Linked DNA regions of Neogale vison: regions 2 and 3 are each linked to region 1. A link is a contact called in public Hi-C data. All regions are on one chromosome and are shown on one strand. The core of a region is the stretch at or near the end of the contact, and the rest is flanking DNA. Distances in the headings are between cores, read along the strand shown.

The links. Hi-C and Micro-C count contacts between places; a contact is called where the count stands out from the background.
Region 2: a Hi-C map of muscle shows a contact between it and region 1, with 10 times the contacts expected there. The contact joins the enhancer-like site here to the promoter of TEAD1 in region 1. A contact is called at or near these places in 2 of 3 Hi-C or Micro-C datasets (fibroblasts and muscle).
Region 3: a Hi-C map of muscle shows a contact between it and region 1, with 4 times the contacts expected there. The contact joins the enhancer-like site here to the promoter of TEAD1 in region 1. A contact is called at or near these places in 2 of 3 Hi-C or Micro-C datasets (fibroblasts and muscle).

What each region holds. Positions count from the first base shown.
Region 1 is chr7:160,623,412-160,627,125 of ASM_NN_V1, reverse strand. It overlaps TEAD1 (transcriptional enhancer factor TEF-1), which reads right to left and starts at 1,958. Exons shown (of 12, transcript XM_044258861.1): 1 at 1,602-1,958.
Region 2 is chr7:160,835,972-160,839,685 of ASM_NN_V1, reverse strand. The region is part of intron 8 of TEAD1 (transcriptional enhancer factor TEF-1); the gene reads right to left. Among named protein-coding and RNA genes, the nearest start is that of RASSF10, 94 kb to the left of the region's middle. Within about 2 kb of position 1,900, the one cell type or tissue checked has open chromatin away from gene starts, as enhancers often do. A contact at or near this core is called in fibroblasts, where this site is marked.
Region 3 is chr7:160,772,761-160,776,474 of ASM_NN_V1, reverse strand. The region is part of intron 2 of TEAD1 (transcriptional enhancer factor TEF-1); the gene reads right to left. Among named protein-coding and RNA genes, the nearest start is that of TEAD1, 150 kb to the right of the region's middle. Within about 2 kb of position 1,729, the one cell type or tissue checked has open chromatin away from gene starts, as enhancers often do. A contact at or near this core is called in fibroblasts, where this site is marked.

The sequences.
Region 1 (3,714 bases), core at 709-3,208:
AAAAGGGATCCGTCTACTCAGGTAACCACCTGCAGGAACTCAGCACACCATAAGCGATCAGACCACCAAAACTTCCAGAAACAATCAAGGAGGGTGGGGAGGAAGAAACATGCGGTTGCCCTGAAATGTTTTAGTGTTCTGCTCCTTTGCAATATCTGTAGCATTTAAAATTTTCTTGTTTAACCATTTTGAAATCTGATAGGTTTTGCAGACCTTTCTGTCCCAGGACCTGGGCTCCCTCCAAGGCACTGTTTTTAAAACAGGCCTTTTTACATTACCCGCTCCTGGAACATCATCTGTCTCTAAGTTTCCAGTGCTTACTGAGGTCAATTTTCATTTCTGCAAATCACAGGCAGCCACTTGCTTCTGAGAAGTTAACAAGCCTCCTGAGAAATGCTGGTGGCTGCTATTTCATTGTTTCATAAATATTTTTATACAGTGACACCATTCAACTTTAAATAAATCTTTAAAAAGAAAGACAATTAAAAAGCAAAGAAAATTATGATCTGGATTTTATTTATTTTCGTGGGAGAAGAATAAGGGAAGTGTGAGCCCTCCATTGTTTTCAACTCATTTAAAATGTTGCTTCAGTTTAAAAAAAAAAAAAGAAAGAGAGAAATACACACACACACACACACACACACACACACAAATGCATTTTAGAAAAAAGAAACTCCTGGAAGTTGAACTTTCTTGAAAACCGGCCTCTGGACTTTTGAAAACAGTGTTGCTGCTACGAACAAAGACTAGAAGTACACCCTGATTTTCTCCTCTCCTGGGGATCATTTCTCTTCCAATAAACAAACAAATCCCCCAGTATTTCCTACCGAAGGGAAGTTTTCCAGGGAGAGTCTCCTCCAGGGTTTGGTGGTAACTGCGACTCAGTCTTTTTTGGACACAATGTTTCTGCTGACTCCTGAAAATTTTCCACTTGAATGTGCAATGAAGTGGCGGCGGCGGCAGCAGCAACAGTCCTGGAGAAGCGGCAAAGGCGACCGTGCCTTCTTTCATCTTTGAGAAGGAGCGAACCCCCGCCAGCAGCACGAGTCGGCGCGGACCCCGGGCAGGCCTCGGGGGGCCCGGGCGCCCAGGGGCCCGGTGGGGGCGGCGGCGTCGGGCGGGGGGGGGGGCGGCTCCGGGCTCCGAGGCGGCGCCGGCGGCTCTCCCCGCCCGCGCCCGCTCCGAACTTCTGACTTCCCCGAGCAAACCGTGATAACCGGCTGAGCTTGTGAGGGTGTGTGCGTGTGCGCGCGTACGGGCGAGCGGGCAGGCGCTGGGGGCGCGGGGGACGGGGGGGGCGGGGGGGGCGCGGCGCGGCCGGCCGGGCGCCTCCAGGGCCGCCGCCGGGGACCGCCTGTTGCCGCGCGGGCTCCGCAGCGCGCGGCCCAACTTGGCGTCCCGGCAACTCGCGCGGCGGCGCCCGGCCGCTCACCTTGAAGGGGGCGCGGGGGCCCGGCCCTGGCCCTCCGCGTGCCCGCCCGCCGCACACAAAGCGGAGCCCGCAGAGAAAGAGCGGCCCGAGCCGGACGCGCCGCCGGCCCCCCGCCCCCGGGCGCCCGGTGCGCCGCCCGCACCCAGCATCACCCCGCGCGCCAACTTACCTCGGCGAAGGGAGCCGCCGCAGCGCCCGGCGAGTCCGAGGCAAACTTCGGCGCCGCTTCCCCCGCCCGCAGCTCGGTGCCCGGCTCCCTCCCCGGCTCCCGGTCCCCGGGCCGGGCCACCCCACCCCTGCCTAGCACCGCTCCTGCCCCGGGGCCGGCTCGGCGCACTGGGCTGCTGCCCGCGGCTCCAGGCAAAGGCGGTCGGGGTGGGGGGGCTTCACTGCATGGCCTGTCCCCGGACGCGGCCGCCCCGGGCCCGGGCCCCGCCGCGCGGACTGGCCCGTAGGGTGGAAGCGAGTCTGCAAAGTGCTTGGTGGGCGCCCGCGGCGGGCGGCGGGGCCGCGGCGGCGGCTGCAGAGGCTCGGCTCGGCTCGGGCGGCGCGGCGCGGCGCGAGCGATGCTAAGAATGTTCGGAATGAGGACAGGAATGAAATGAACGCCAGGACCGAACTCGCTCCGGAGGGGTGGGGCCTCGGTGACGTCATGCGGCCTGCCGCCCGGGGCCGGGGGCGGGGCCTGCCGCCGCCGGTGACGTCATGGGGATTCGGGGCGGGCCCGGCTGGGCCGACTTGCGGTTGGGGCACGGGCTCCCCCCGCAGGGACGGCGGGGCGGAGTCTCGCGCCCACGGGGGAGCGGGGCGCGCGCGGGAGCCGCCCTGCCCACCCCCCACCCCCCCGCCCTGTCTCCCGGCGCGGGCCCGGGCTTTGTCCCGAGCAGGGCGGGGCGGCGGGAGGCTTCGAGGTGCTTGCGTCCGCACGGAGAACTCTGGAAGCCTGGGTTTCTTCCTCCGGACGGGCGCCGAGCCCGGAGCTGCGCGCGCCGCGCCCTCCCTGCCTCAGTTTCCCTCTTACGGGACGCGGAAGCTCGGCCGACCCCTTAGAGCGCTCCAGGACTCGTGAAAGTCTGCAAGTTCGGGGAAGAGAAGTTTCTTTTCTGGAAATTCAGGTGGTGGTTCTGCGGCGCGGTGAAAGCCTTCCCGGGGCCGGATTCCCAGCCTGCCATTTCTTCCCCTCTCACACTTTATACAAGTTCGCGGCGCTCATTCAAGTGGAAGTCGGCCCTTTTGTTGGGAAGGGAAACCAATCTGCCCTGCTAGCACGGTCTTCTCCAGCTTGCTCAAGAAGTTGAGTTCTCTCATCCCTGTGGGTTGTACTTTTCCGAAAGTAATGGGTTAGGCAAAAACTCCCCGAATTTTAAAATGCTACATCAGGCAACTTCAGGCCGCTCCTTTTGTGTGTGTGGATAAATTTCTCTTCCATTCTAAAAAAAAAAAAAAAAAAATAGTTTTATCGCCACCTTTGGAAGCGGAGTAGTGACACATTATACCCAGTGGGTAAATCAGAAAATAGCTGGGTAAAGTCATCCCTCTATGGCAGAACTTGTCTAACGTTTTCGGTGACTGTCTTGTGCCAGTTTCACTAAGATCGAAGTAGCAAAAGCAATTTCTGTACTGTTGACCTCTTTCCTTCTAGGCATTTTGCTCTCCTTTCCAGTTGGGGCCCCAAGATAAATAATGGCGCCTATTTGTCCCTAAATCCCCTAAATATGAATAATTGAGGGAAGCAGAATGTGACTTGCAACGACACATTTTGTACAACGTAACTTGTACTAATGTTCTTTAATTGAAATTTTTCTTGTGATCATTGAAGATTCACATGTTGTAAAAAATAATAGTACAAAGAAATCTTTTGTTCACGTTGCCCAGTTCTTCCCAATGGTAATGTCCTCCACAACTGTAATATAACACACAATGGATATTGACATTGATTCAGTCCACCCGTCTTATTGATGTTTCCCCAACCTTAATTGTACTCATTTGTGTGTGCCTGTATTCCTATACAAATTTCTCACGTGTGTATGCATCCGTTACCACAGGTAGGTACTAATGCTTTTTTTTTTTTTTCTTAATAAAGGGTACTAATGCGTTTTATCTCTAGTTTGCATGCAATAATAAGGTGATACAATGAGGTTTACAGTAATGACCCCAGCCACCATTGCACTGGTTTTTGGAAACGTATTAGAAAAACATAATTAATTTGGCATTAAAACGGTGCTAGGCATATCCCTCTCCAAATATCATCTTCTAAAAGTATGAGAGTCCAATGGCAGGGC
Region 2 (3,714 bases), core at 651-3,150, 210 kb before region 1:
GTAAGAAGTCAACAGAAGCTGTCCGAAATTAATGGGCTGAAATACACAGCGTCAACATGTTTTTTTGGAAATATGGAGATAATATAGGAAGAAATGGCTGAAAAAGCTGTTAAGTAGCTGTCCCTAAGGAGTAGGACCGGGAGGTGAGGAGACATGGGGCAGAGGACTGCTGCTTTTCTTTACCGCCGTGAGTCTGGTTCAATTTGTTTTATATACAAAGCGCGTGTATGACTTTATTAAATTAAATAAACAGCCAACTGAAAACGACGCTGGAACATCACGGAGTTTTTTGAGGAAGAGAAACAACTATAAAGGGAAACAAAAATATTGAGAGTTGTGCTTCAGGATGTTTATTCTAGCTGGTCACAAGTTCCCTTGGCTGGAGAGGAACTTGGTCAGATCACAGAGTCTTCCTATGGCTAAAATACTCAGGAGGGCTCAGCAGAAGCCGGGGTTCTTGTCTGCCTGCAGGGTTCACCAAAACACCAGCACCCCCACCTCAACGAAGACTGTCCCACAGCTCAATCTTAATACTCAGATTTCTCTTCTGACTTGGGAAAATGCTCATTTGCTTTTTTCATGGTTATAATACATACAGTGTATTTTTTCATGGTTATAATCCCCGCAGTCATTCCTCACAGCAGTTGTAAACAGCGACAAAGGTGAATGTAATCCTTAAAACTCAAAAAAGTTACTCGCGCTGGGCTATTTAGCTACCCTGGGGGTTTAACAAAGGACTTTTCCTCCTTTTCCAAATCAGTTCTAAGGTCACTCTCTTTCCTGCTCCCGCCTCTCCTCCCCTCCCTGTTGCTTGGGGAGGCTGCAGAGAGGGTGAGGACCACTGGAACTCTGGAGTCAGCTGGGGTCTGAGTCCTGGTGCAGGGGCCACTTCCAAGTGGGGTCATCTAATATGGGAAAGTTCAGGGCGCCTGCGTGGCTCAGTTGGTTGAGTGTCTGCCTTCGGCTCGGGTCATGATCCCAGGGTCCTAGGACTGAGCTCTGCTTTGGGCTTCCTGCTCAGAGGGGATCCTGCTTCTCCCACTCCCACCCCCACTGCTTGTGTTCCCTCTCTTGCTGTCTCTCTGTCAGATAAATAAATAAAATCTTAAAAGATAAAATAAATAAAGTAAATAAAATGGGCAAGTTCAGCGCCCTGGGGCAGCTTCCACGTCCATAATGCAGGGGTAGTCCTGGTAGCTATCTTGAAGGAGTGGTACAAACATAAAGTGAGATAACGTGTGGAAAATACATAACACTGGGCTTGCACATAATTTGTTACTATTATTGCCAAGTAATCATGATTATTTCTTTACTTCAGACGAAGATCATGTGAAATTAAGATTATCCTGCTGATAGCCACGAAATGGAAAATACCAAAACTTAAAGCAGAGATTAAAAGGAACACAGGAGACACACAGGGTGATTCCTACTCGTTCGCCACTGTAACGTGAGGCGGGGGTGAGGTGCGGGTGATGTGCACCCAGAGCCTGGAGTGATCTGGCTCCCGAATTTCCCTCAGACACGTCCGTGCCCACTCCCTGAAGCACAGAGAGCCTGCCCTTAAAGTGCCCGTCACCACCGAGGAGACACACCGGAACAGCCCAACTCCCAAAAGCGGCCACTGGGTTTTCTTTTCTTTCTCTCCTCTTTTTCGAAAGCATGGCTAATAGGTTTTATTCCAGAGACCCCTGGTGAGGCAGCTCGCTGTCTGTGAAAAAGGACAGAGAAACCCAGACAAATCTTCCTGTCCTTGGCACTGGCGCCGCTTCCTCGGACCGGAGCTGCACTACCTCGTCTGACAGGAAGGTGGCGGTCTTCTCCCAAACTTGTTTTAAAAAAATTCCAAGTATCTGAAGAACGCAGTAAAACCTTGAAAAATGACTGCTGTCAAATAATACCAAGAGGAAAAATTATAATCCACTTAGGAATTTTAAGAAACCAAGACAAATAACTCATGTCAAGGGGGGGCTAATGTACAAGTCAGAACAGAATGGGGATGGACAGATCACCTACATTTGTATCCTGTCCTTCTCCTGCCTGGGCTCTGTCCACACATCCCCAGGACAGCCCTGGCAGCCTGTGATAACCCCCAGGCCCTGCAGGGACAGGGAGTGGCTGTGGGGCCAAGCCAAAGAGAGGGACCTGCACATTCAGTGCTGGGGCCAAGGTGGGGAGGGGGGAAGCTGGGCGAGTGGTAGGGTGCGGCTGGGTTGGGCTCCAACTCCTGCAGGGCCTCTCCTCATCTGTTAACTGCTCCAAGGCACCGGCCCTCTTCTGGCTACTTGGCACCCGGGCACTGCTTCATCCCCTCCCCTGTGCTCCTCTCAAAAATAAGCAGCATTGAGAGCAAAGAATACGGAGCAAAAATCAGTCCTTCCTGCCGGGATCTCACACCAAAAGGCCCCACCTCAGCCCTGACTCCCACTTCCACCACCACCTTCGCAGAGGGGCTGTCTTCCCCCACCAGGGTGCGGCTCTAAGAGCCCACGGGCCACGTGCATGGACAGCAAGTGGGAAGGCAGGCACATGGGGGTGCCAACCTGCCAAGGAGAACAGATGGAGCCTGGCCGGGCCTCTGTGAAACGTCCATAAAACCCAGATTTCCAGATGCTTTCAATTGCCTCGTCCCCCTGATGGCAAGGAAAACGCAGGGTGAGTGCCCGGAGCGGCTCAGACAGGAGAATAAACCATGCACCGCTGGGAGAGAAGCAGCAGCGAGGATGGCTCGGCCGCTGCACAGGGCAGAGTGGAGAAAACCACACACCACACCACAGTGCACCAGCCTCCCAGCCCCCAAATGCTGCACAGTTTGTGTCCTACCCGAAAACTCGGCTGGGGGTGGGGTGGGGGGCACATAAACGCTGGGCATGGCCCACCATCAGACCTCCGCTGTAGGCTTCCTCGGAGATCTGGGAAGGCTGGAGGTGCTTTCTGACCATTCATTCTAAACACGGGCGTGTCCATTACCGACACAGGGAGCAGAAGCCAAGTCTGCTGCTGTTTCTGGGGCAAGCTGCTTAACCTTCCTGGGTCCTGGCTTCTTCCATCTGAACATGGGGCTGTCACCTGGCCTCCACGGGTCCACTGGAAGTTCCAACGACTGAGCAAACACGACAGTCCTGTGTGAGCCCCAGCGTGCCGCACAGGCGCTGATACACAGGTGTACTATTAATGAGATCCACCCGCAAGCCATAAATGGGGGTGGTGGTGGTGGTGGTGAAGGGGCCTCTTTCCGAAGGACCAGAAACCAGTCTTCCCAGACAGCCATCTCCCCATGAATCCATAAATGCACTGCCACCAGTGGCCACAGCAGCCGATTTGGGAGGCTTCTCCAAACCCTGCTCTTCTCCGCCCGGTCACAACACTGGCAGGGGCTCCCCTGGCCCTCTGGAGTTTCCACCTTGCTATACTCCTGTATTTCTCCAATCTAGTCCCCACTCAAACCGCCTGCCCTTCATTCTGCCACAGGCCTCATGGATTTCAGACCTCCCGAGAGCTGCACTGGTCACATTTTCCCAACCAAAACCAGGTTCTGTGATCTAACAAAGGAATTTCGGTTCATCTGTGACTTTAGGCCTTGGAAAGGAGCTATAAAAATACGAAAATTAAATCATTCATGGGGTCACACTGACCAACCGCCTTTCTGGAAAAGAAAAAGGGGATCTGCAGGATGTGTCTGTGGAACTGCAGGGTGTGCTCCCTCAGAGGCCTGCC
Region 3 (3,714 bases), core at 480-2,979, 150 kb before region 1:
ACTTCCTAACAACACAGGGGTCTCTCCCACCCCCAAAGTCCTTCCTTGGATGCTCCTCTGTCCTCCCAGTCTTGAACCTTTTCTCCCTCAATCTCTCTCCACTCCCAAGGTACAACTCCTCAAACTTCTCTGACCCTGCCCTCTTTGACAGACAGCTACAAACGCTTCCCCTGACCAACCTTTTCATTAAAAAGCCCTTCAGTGTCTTGTGGTGAGTGTCACAGAGGGGAAAAAAAGCTGGCCTCAACAGTCTCATGATGGCAACACGTGTACGTCCCGTCCAGCCTTCCCTATCCCCTAAGTGATCACGGGTAAGGCGCCCGGCACTGTCTTCACAGTGTGGCACATGCTCAATATACTCTAAGTCTTGTAGCTTTTGTGAGGAGTGTCCCGCAGACACCCAACTTCACGCCTCATCTGTACAACTCTGGTAAGGGGCCAGCAGAACACCACAGTGGCGGATCCTCCCTCTCCCACGCTGAGGCAGAGAAAGGCTCGCATTCAGAAGATGCTCAATAAATAGGCAGATAAAGGAAGAAAACCACTCGTCCAGAGATCAGTACAAGCATGCGCAGTCAGTGTTCCAAGCCGGCAAGAATAAGGAAGGAATCAAGATCCTTTTCTTGAGTTCAGTTTTTCTTCTAAAGACAAATATTAGAGTCAGCAATGTTGTATGCCTGAATCACAGCTGGTGCGACCTGCGGCAGTGGACCCAGCTGCTCCCCAGGGCACACCCTGGGGTCCCCTGGTGACCTCAAGCACAGCAACAGGCACTGCCAACAGGCTGGGGGTGGGGGGGTAAAGGATGCTTACACAAGGGAGGGAAAAGTTGAGTGGGCTCATCTGCTCATTCTTTTTTCTCGTATATTTTCTGAAACTCTTGTCTTGGGTCAGGCACCATGAAAGGCTCTTAGGATTCAGGGGACCCATAGGTCGGTCTCTGCCGTGCAGAACTGTTGGGTCGATTGGGGCAAAGTGCACTGGGTCACCCTGCCTGCTGCACTTGGGGTCTAGGAGGAGCCCCTCCGACGTGGGGGCCTCCACACCCACCATCCCTGCATGCATTCAGCAGGTCGGAGAGCTAAAACCACAGAAAAGCAGCTGGAAAGAAGGAGCAGAAAAGAATTTTTTTTTCTTTTTCTTCTTTTTTGGGGTCAATTTTCTTTCCAAATCCTTACCAGCTGAAAAAAGGGAATCTATGCTTCATAAACATCATCGTTTGCAGAAATAGTTTGTGGAACGGATATAACAGAATTTAATTTACGTGCACGCAGACCCGTTCCCAGAAAGGGTTTGAGGTAGGTTCCGAACAAAATACGGAGCGAACACAGCAATGAGACAGAGTAAAACTAAGACAGGAGTAAGATTACCCAGAAAAACGCAAAGCAAGTTCTCTCCTGGAGAGTCTGTGCTGAGGGACACCGGGGGAAAGAACTGTGAGTGGAGAAACTATTCACACAGATTTTTGGTTAGCCTGTACTTTAAAAAAAAAAAAAAGAAAGAAACAAAGAAACAAAGAAAAGAAAAGTATCATTCGGCTTAAAAAAAAAAAAAAAATCACAGTGCCCTGGGGTGGGCTATGTGTCTTTTCTTGGCTCCGGTTTGGTGAAAAAAAAAGCTATACCTTTAAGAAATCCAACTCACAATTGCCAGCTTTTGAAACCAAGGTTCGGCAAAGAAGAGCCAATAAAAAGGCTGTAACTTGACACCGGCCCACACAGCACAAAAAGAAAGGAGAGAGGTCGGCCTGGGCGCCCTCGGACACGCCCTTCTAACTCCGTTCTAGAACAGCAGCGCCCAGTCTGCAAGACAAGAAGCTAATTGACTCCAATGTCTGCTGCATAAGCTATAAAGTAAGGACATAAAGAACAATATGAACATACAGCGCCCTCAGTTACATAAAAAGGCCTGCTGCCGGACGCCACACTGCGCACCAAACAAGCAGGACGCCTGTTCCAGCGGCCAGCGCCGGGCAAGAAGGAATAATTAGCGTTCTTGTGAATTAAATGTCTACCAGGAAGGGAGCTCCGTCCCGCAGCAACGGCCCGGCAGCGACCTTGGCCCTCGAGACTCCAGCTGGGAGTTTTTTTAAGATCTTTACTGACAGTCGTGATGCAAGCAAATACGTTCCTCAGCCACCGCTGAACCCACCGCTCACTCTACTGTGACGGTTTCTTATTCGCTGAAACACACACGCACCACACTCCTCTTCTAAAGTTTCACCAACTGCTACTTTCCATTACCAGGAAATGTCATTTTATTTTTTCATTGGCTAGGATTATGACTCCTGCCAAAAAAAAAAAAAAAAAAAAAAAAGGAGGAATGGTGACCAAAGCATCCATCTGAGCTGTCCTGGCACAAAGAGGGCAAAACACAATGTCAAGTCTACATGTGGCTGTGGGGGAGGGGGCCAGAAGTAAAAATACCTTGGGTCCTAGGATTTTTTTTTTTTAAAGATTTTATTTATTTATTTGACAGAGAGAGATTACAAGTAGGCAGAGAGGCAGGCAGAGAGAGAGAGAGGAGGAAGCAGGCTCCCTGCAGAGCAGAGAGCCCGATGCGGGACTCGATCCCAGGACCCTGAGATCATGACCTGAGCCGAAGGCAGCGGCTTAACCCACTGAGCCACCCAGGCGCCCCCTAGGATTTTTTTCATTCACCAACATAATGAATGCAAAAACCTTTTTTCTTCCCCCAGCAAAACTAGAACGAAGCAAGCAGCCCTGTGTGGTCTGTCACTAGGACAAAACCTATTGATCTGGCCCTTACCTGATGCAGGAGACAGTCTGCACCAAGTACCATAAAGCTTATGGCCTAGAGTCAGTGGATCTGAGTGCAAATCTCTGCTCTCCTTTAAGAGCTACTGTCGTTTTTAGCAAGGCAATAACTTTTCTGGGCCTTAATTTTTCTATTTGTAAAATGCAGACAATCAACATCGTCATCTCAGAGCCTTCTCCCACCAAGCACTGTTGCGGGAATGAAATGAGAGGTCTCTGAACACCCTCCGACACTAGTAAGAGTCCAGAACTTTGTCTTTTTGGAAACTCAGAAAACACCAGGCACAATCTCGGCATCTCACGATGGCTTACTGCTTGCTGAGCACTGAGGCAGGTGTGTGTAGATGCAGAGAAGTAAAAGGTACAGTTCTTGGCTGTGAAGAGCTCGCAGGCTAGTGAGAGGCAGGTTTCTAAGTTTAGGGCTAACATGAGACTAGACATGGTTCATTGGAGATGAACCTAAATGGAGATAAATTTATTGGAGATAAATTCTAAATGCTTCTCCCTCACCTCACTTAATTCGGCATTCAAGAAAATCCACTGGGTTCTATCCAGAAAGCATACGTCCCTCAGAACAAAAGTAATAGAACTCATGAGTGGCATTTCACCAGCACCCAAAGGTATTCTCAGAGACAGAAAGTTGAGACAAATTCCCTCTTGCCCTTTAGTTAGTTACTCTATGAATTCAGACCACAGGGAGCACAGCAGACCCAAAGGAAATCATGTCTGGAATGACAAAAAGACTGTGCTCCCAACCTTTCCAATGAGAAGTATTTTAGGAAGCAGCCTCTGCGTGCAATGCCTGGGAAAACCTTGTTCGGGCAGCTTCAGGAGTCCGACTTCCAAGCCCAGGGACCTAAAATCTGATGTGTAACAACACTAATTAATAATGGGTTCCTATATGCTAGGTACAAGGATAAACCCTTACACACATTAC